Regions from separate parts of the Cricetulus griseus genome. Here region 1 is linked to region 2. The links are chromatin contacts, called in public Micro-C maps. All regions are on one chromosome and are shown on one strand. Each heading gives the region's core, a stretch centred on a gene start, on an enhancer-like site or on the middle of the called end of the contact. The rest is flanking DNA. Distances are from core to core; before and after follow the strand shown.

Region 1 (3,279 bases), core at 425-2,924, 97 kb after region 2:
CAGCGAGTACGTGACGGTCTTGAGTTCCTGCTCCAAAAGCAGCAGCCTAGAGCGGGCTTCGCGACCCCGAGGCCCGCCACCTTCCTCTGGCTCTGGAGACTGCCCGGCTGGGGGATCGCCAGCGTCCCGGGGCGCACCCGCAGCGTCCCGCTCGGAGAAGAGACAGCAGGTCACCGTCTCGCAGTCACTCTCAGGCAGCCATCCCGGGCCTCCAGGCTCCGCCACATCCAGCAGGGAGCCCTCAGCTCCGGTCCCAGGCTCCGACACCGGCCTCGGGGGGCACCCCGTGCGCCGGCGCCTGCCGGCGATCGGGGCGCCTCGCGGTCCCACCGCGTCCCGGGGCCGCCGCGGGACTACCGAGCGGACTTCAGAGCGGCCGCAGCCTCCGCCCTCTCGTGCCCGCGGGGCAGGCTCAGCTCGGCTGCCCAGGCTCCCATCCTCGTCGCCACCACCGCCGCTGCCGCCGCTGCCTTCCTCCCGATCAGGGACCACACGACTTCGCCAAAGTCGCCGCACCAGCCCCGAGCGTTTAGACCTGAACATACGATATCCTTTGGCGCCTGGGGTGGTGGGAGGGGAGGCGGTCTCCGGTTACCGGGGGTCCGTTCCCTCAACGAGGCGCCGGCTGCGCGGGCCGCAGCCCCACATGAAGCTCTGCCGCGGGGCGCCGTGCAGACCGCGCACAGCCTGTCGTCGAAGGGGCGCCGCAGGGCTGCAACATGAGGGAGCTCGCGCCGGGCCGGGCCGGGAACACGCGCGCGCCAAGCCGCAGTCCGCGCGGGACCAGCGGGCTACATGGACCGCGGTGGGCCGGGACTGCTCAACTCCAGCCGCCCTGGAGCCTTCGGGGAGTCGCGGGCGAAGCGATGCTAGAAACACCACGCATGGGCCGGCGAGCCTTCAAAAGTTGTGTGGCTGGTACACAAGCACAAAGCGCTTGCGTTGTACCCCCAAATGTGTCTGCACAACTCTGCCTTCAAAAGCCCAGTGCTACCCTGCATGGGCTTTCCCTGCAGGATCCGAAGCTCAGGCTTGTGGATAATTCCCAGATCCCTGAAATGAAATAAAATAAAATAAAAATAAAAGCAAGGCTAGAAAAAGATCCCAAACAAAACCCCAAATGCTTGGATTTGCACGCACGAAAAGCAACTCCGTCTCAGGTCCCGGGCGCTCGGTGCACTTGGGGTAAATCTCTTCTGAACGCGGGTGTCAACACCTGAGTGGAAGCCGTAAAAATTCCCAAGAGCTGCTAGGAATCCTTAATTAAAAATGCAATCCACCGAGGCAGAGGTCGCAGCCCGCCCCACGCTGCGCTGGGTCGCTTCGGGCGCCGCGGCTGCCGAGGTCGCCCCCCCCTCCCCCCTCCACCAAAGTGCCTCCCGGTGGCCCCGCGGTCCCAGCGAGGTTTGGCGAGGCAGCGCCCGGCGGCTCTTTCTCTGGGCTCGGCTCCCTCGCTCGCTCCCCCGCTCGGCGCCCTCTCTCTTTTTTGTTCTCCTCAAACGCACACTGAGGGCCCCCGGAGGAGCGCCGCGGAGTCATTGGCTGCCTCCCATCATATGCCAGTCTAGACACTTTGGCGGCTCCGCGGCGCTGATTGTTGCGCAAACAAGGTTTCAAGTTTCTTAACTCTTAAAGGAGAACACGTCCCATTGCTGAGTCCGAGGCTCCAAGGGGGCTGGTTCCCGGGGCGGGACGAACCCAGGCCCCCGCCCCTCTCCCTCCCCTGCACCCCCGCCCCGAGGCTTACAGCGCCCGCGACTCGCTCTTTAGCTCACGTCGCGCCTTGGGTACGGATACGAGAGATCCCTCACACGCGCAAGCAAACACACACTCACCCTGCTACCCAGCTATGCTCGGTGAACCCACAGCGACCCGGACTCCAAGGCGGCCCTTTGCCTCTCTGTGGCTTGTGCACAAACTTGCAAACACACATTACACTTTAGAGTCGGTCCAAACCCCCAGCCTCAGCGCGAGCTAATAAAAATGGGTGTGTGTGCGCGCCTTCCTGCCCTGCGTCTCTGGGGATTGGGGGGCGGCCGAGAAGTTGAGGTAGCGGGATCTTCCGTGACCCACGAAGGCTCCACGCACCCCCTTCCCAGGTCTTGGGGTCGCTCTATTTGGCTACACGGCGTGGGGGGGGGCGTAGAACACTATGGATTAAAGGAGCTCCAGGATAGCCGGAGGTGGGGACTTGGACAGGGTGGGGTAGAGGCGGGAATGCTCTTGCTCTTGGATGGCTCCTCTCCGTCGCCTGGGCTCTCCCGCCAGGGTGCCTGGCGTCCCAGGCCCCCCTCAAGGCCGAGGGCTTCCGTTTCCATTCTTGGATTTACTTTCTGCCCCTTCGAGAGGTATGTGGATGGAGGAACGTGCCTTCACCAGCTTGTTTCACTATGAAACAAGTTGGGGGACAGACTTGGGGGGCCCGGCACGGGAAGAGTTAAGGCCGCTCCTGCCCTGGAGCCGGCGCGGCGGGGTACCTCCTCGGGCGTGCTTGCTAGTCCGAGGGTGGCAAAAGTTCAAGCTTGTAAAGTCGGGATTGGTCCCGCGCGGAGGGGAAAAAAGGCCTGGTTCCCCCTCCCCCTCCCGGGCGTGGCGCCGATTGGCTCAGCCGCAGGGCCGGCCCCGCCCTCCTCTGGCGCGCCACGGCCCCACCCCCGGCGCAGCGCCACGCCCCCTTCCGGGCATGAGCGGGGGCCCCCGAGCTCAATGAAAGAAATTCCGCTACTCTCATTGGCCTGGGGCTGGACGCCGCTCCCTGCGGGAGGCGGGGTGCAGGAGATGGGGCACGGATTTGTGATCCCCCACACACACTTAGAACACTCGTGCTCTGGGTTGGTGTCGTGACCGCTGCGTGCAAGCCCAGGGCCAGGTCTGGGTGTGCGCTGGGGGAAGGGCCGCGTTTGCCGGAAAGACCCAGAATCATTTTCTGAGCCTTACCTGGAGTCAGGTACTCCTGTGCTGCTAGGGCCGATTGTCACACCCACTCCTCACTATTTTGGCCAAGGTGAAACATGAATAGCCCTGACCACTGTTTCTCCTTTGAAAATGCTGAGACTGATGCCTGCCTCCCAGAACGAAGATTCTAGGAAACAGTGCTTACTAGTAAGTGTACATAACACAAGTGGACAGTCAGCACCTCCACAAACTTGCCTTTGGTCTCTTTCTCGCCCGTGAAGAAAATAGAAAAATAGAAAGCCCTACAGGGTTGTGCACATACATTAGCTCCAACACTTAGGAAGTGGATCAGGAGTTCAAGACTATCCTGGGCTACACGTTGAA
Region 2 (3,231 bases), core at 107-2,606:
GCGTGCGTGCGTGCGTGCGTGCGTGCGTGTGTGTGTGTGTGTGTGTGTGTGTGTGTGTGTGTTGAGACAGGGTGTCACCTATGTATCTCTGACTATCCTGGCACTCCCTATGTGGCACATGCAATCCTCAAACTCACAATATGCCTCCCTGCCTCAGCTTCCTGGAAGCTGGGATTACAGACATGTACCAGAACATTCTTTCTTTTGTTGATAGGCACCAGGGAGGATGCTACCCAGGGCTATCATGAATACCCTCAATACCCGGCCTGAGCCTGTTGGCCATGTGCATCCTGGTTTTGTGGGTGGGTGCCTGCACCCTCGGCTCTAGCATTTAGCTCCATTTCAAGGGATGGAGAGGAAGGTTCAGATGGTGGAAGTAGTCCTTCAGCTCACACAGCACCTGAGGGCAAGCAGGTTGTCCTTGTTTCTAGCATCTTTTGGGATGGTTAGCTTATTCATTCACCTTCCTAATTCCATTTTGTAGAACAGGAAAGGGGAGTCAGAGTACATTCTGATGAACATGTAAGCATGCCTGAGTCCCAGACTACAACAGTCAGTACTTCCTCACTGAGCTTTAACACACACTGCTGTCCTTCCCACCGGTCAGGTGCATAAGACTTATTTTACAAAGGCAAGTGATTTGTTCAAGGTCACAAGGCTAATGATTCACAGAGCCAGAATCTGAAGCCAGGTCTGGAGCTAGTGATACAGCCAAGCATTGTATTCAATCTACTAACCTAAAATAAAATATTAAGCAAACTAGGACGCTCTGAAGATGAGGGTGACCTTAATCCTGCTCTCTACCTCCCAAGTTCTGGGATCACAAACCTGCCAGCCACCACAGGCTCCTTTATGCAGTGTTGGGGAGTTTTGTGCACGGTAGGCAAGCACTCTACCAAGTAACAACTTTTGGAGCTACATATCCAACACCTTCTTCCGTCTTGTCACCATTCTAACCTCGAAGCTGGACTCAGAGCCTGGCCTGTGTGTCTGCGGGATCTCATGGTCACTTTGGCAGAAGGCATGAATGAGCAAGAGCCCTTGACCTTCACAGGTCAAAAAGCAGAGCATCAGCTCCCAGAAAGGCGCACTGCTCTCTCAGCCTAGCAGGGACCCGCGGGCTACCCTGACCCCTGCCGCGGCCCCCAGACTCCGGGCGCCGCAGGCCCCGCGGGCCAGGGTAACCGGCAATTTCCAGGGCCGCTCTGTACTTATCCTGATGAAGGGTTCCGCGGCCCTAATGGCCGGGCGGGCACGGGTTCAGGGCGGGCGCAGCCGGCCCAGCCGGTCCCGTGCTCCTCTCGCGGGCGGCCGCCTGGCCTGTGTCATCCACCAGGAATTTCTGTTTTCCCCTCCGCGGGGTTGGAAGAAAAAACAATAATTAGGTCACTGGGCAGGCGGCAGAGAGGGTGTGGGACAGGCCAGTGGCGCCCTGTTGGGCAGGGAAAGGGTCTGGGAAGCCCCAGGGTGCTGTCTCACCCACCCTCTCCAGCACTGCAGGATGCAGAAGGGGGCCCTGCCGTCCCCATCCTGCACTCTGGGTCCAAGCTTCCCATTGCATTGACCTGGTACTTTCTGTATCAACCTCTGACCCTGGGATGAAAGAAAAAGGTGTGAGGGGAGGGGAGGGGGTCTGGGGCAGAGGCCAAGAGACAGAGAAAGGCAGTAGCCATAGTTAGTTAGATAAGCCAAGGCCTTTCCTGGGAGTGTGGATGTGGTCCGGGAGCATTAGAGAAAACATGGAGGAGGAATGAGTTTGGGAAGGCCAAGGAGAGGCTAGTAGGAAGCAGGAGAGGTGTTTGGGTGAGAAGAACACAGAGGATCCAAGCTGGAGGTGAAAACACAGGTGTGTATTCCTGCAGGCGTGGACATCCACCAGAGACACTCAGCAGGAACATTTGTGTAGCTCCACCGACTAAAGATAGATTTTTTGGTGCTGTGAGTTCCTTCAATACAATAAAGAGAGGCACACACTAGAGGAGAATGATGTGGACTGGTGGGGAAGTCGATCTCTGCACTGTGCCTGATTGAGCTGTGTCCATCCTCGGCTGTGTGTGCTAGTCTCCAGGCTCAGGGCACCCTTAGACGGGTTGTCAGAGTGACTCCCATCAGCCGCGTTGTGGGCTGGCTGAGCTGTGGGCATGATGGAAAATGAGGAGGCTTACTTGAGTTGAGACTCCTGCTGAAGGGAAGCAGGGAGCAGAGGTTTAAAACAGGGCTGAGGCACAGGATTAGATTTCTGAACGCTCATCACTGGATAATAGCTGCCATTTCTTCAGCTATTAAAACTGGTGCTGGCCAGGTTTTACACCCAGCACTGGAGATGATGGAGACCCAGTAAGAGTACTGCCTGGCTGGCACAGGGAGGGGAAGCAGGCTAGGGGTGGAGGGGGAACTCACCTGCCACCAAAGGTGGAAGGTGGATGGGAACCAGATCTGTGCTCTCATCTGGGCTGGGGGCTCCGGGGAATTTATCTATTAGGGAAGACATGTTCAAGATGTCTCAGCCCCCATATCAGCTATTGTTTGCTGTTCTGGCCTGGGTACACCCCCCAGATGTATATTGTCCCAGGCTGGGATCTGGGGTCCTGCACTTACTTGGTCAGGTCATCAGGGCACCTAGGCAGCTTTTGCCTGCTTAGGGTACCCATGGAATCCCCTACATGTTTACGTTCTGGACAGAGGAATGGGAAGGAGAGAACAAGCTCTCTCTTCTCAGGGCTGTAACACTTCCACTCACAACTAACTGATGCGATTTAAGCAACGGACTCTGGGCGATGTAGTTTCTAACTATGTAGCTCATGTGCCCAACAAAAAACAAAACATAGAGTGCTGACTTACCATGGCTGAGGCCCTGGGTTTCCACCCTGGAAGGAAAGAAGGAACAACGACATTTAACACTATGAAACAGGAACTGATAAGCTTTTTCTGTAAAAGGCCAGAGAGTTTTGTGGGCCATACTGTTCTCTGTGGACTGCCTTCTTGTTCATTCACAGATGATGCAGCAACAAGTGAGCATGTCAGCACCTCAAAAATCATTTGTTCGTGCACACTGAAACGTGCATACGCTCTAATTTCCATGATCCCCCCAAACGTATTTCTTTCATGTTTTCCAACCATTTAAAAGTGTAGATAATAGGATTCCTGTAATCCCAGCTCCCAGGAGGCAAGGGTGGGTAGATGGACCATTGCCAGTTTAAGGCTGGCCTGCTCTCTGTAGCAAGTTCCAGG

The links. Hi-C and Micro-C count contacts between places; a contact is called where the count stands out from the background.
Region 1: a Micro-C map of the CHO-K1 cell line shows a contact between it and region 2, with 2.9 times the contacts expected there. The contact joins the promoter of Smad6 here to the enhancer-like site in region 2. A contact is called at or near these places in 2 of 8 Hi-C or Micro-C datasets (the CHO-K1 cell line and fibroblasts).

What each region holds. Positions count from the first base shown.
Region 1 is chr4:175,552,041-175,555,319 of CriGri-PICRH-1.0, forward strand. Smad6 (mothers against decapentaplegic homolog 6) reads right to left here and starts at 1,675. Exons shown (of 5, transcript XM_027414781.2): 1 at 1,141-1,675; 2 at 1-1,053. The coding sequence starts at 543.
Region 2 is chr4:175,455,850-175,459,080 of CriGri-PICRH-1.0, forward strand. No RefSeq gene overlaps it. Among named protein-coding and RNA genes, the nearest start is that of Smad6, 96 kb to the right of the region's middle. Within about 2 kb of position 1,357, at least 4 of the 6 cell types and tissues checked have open chromatin away from gene starts, as enhancers often do. A contact at or near this core is called in the CHO-K1 cell line and fibroblasts, where this site is marked.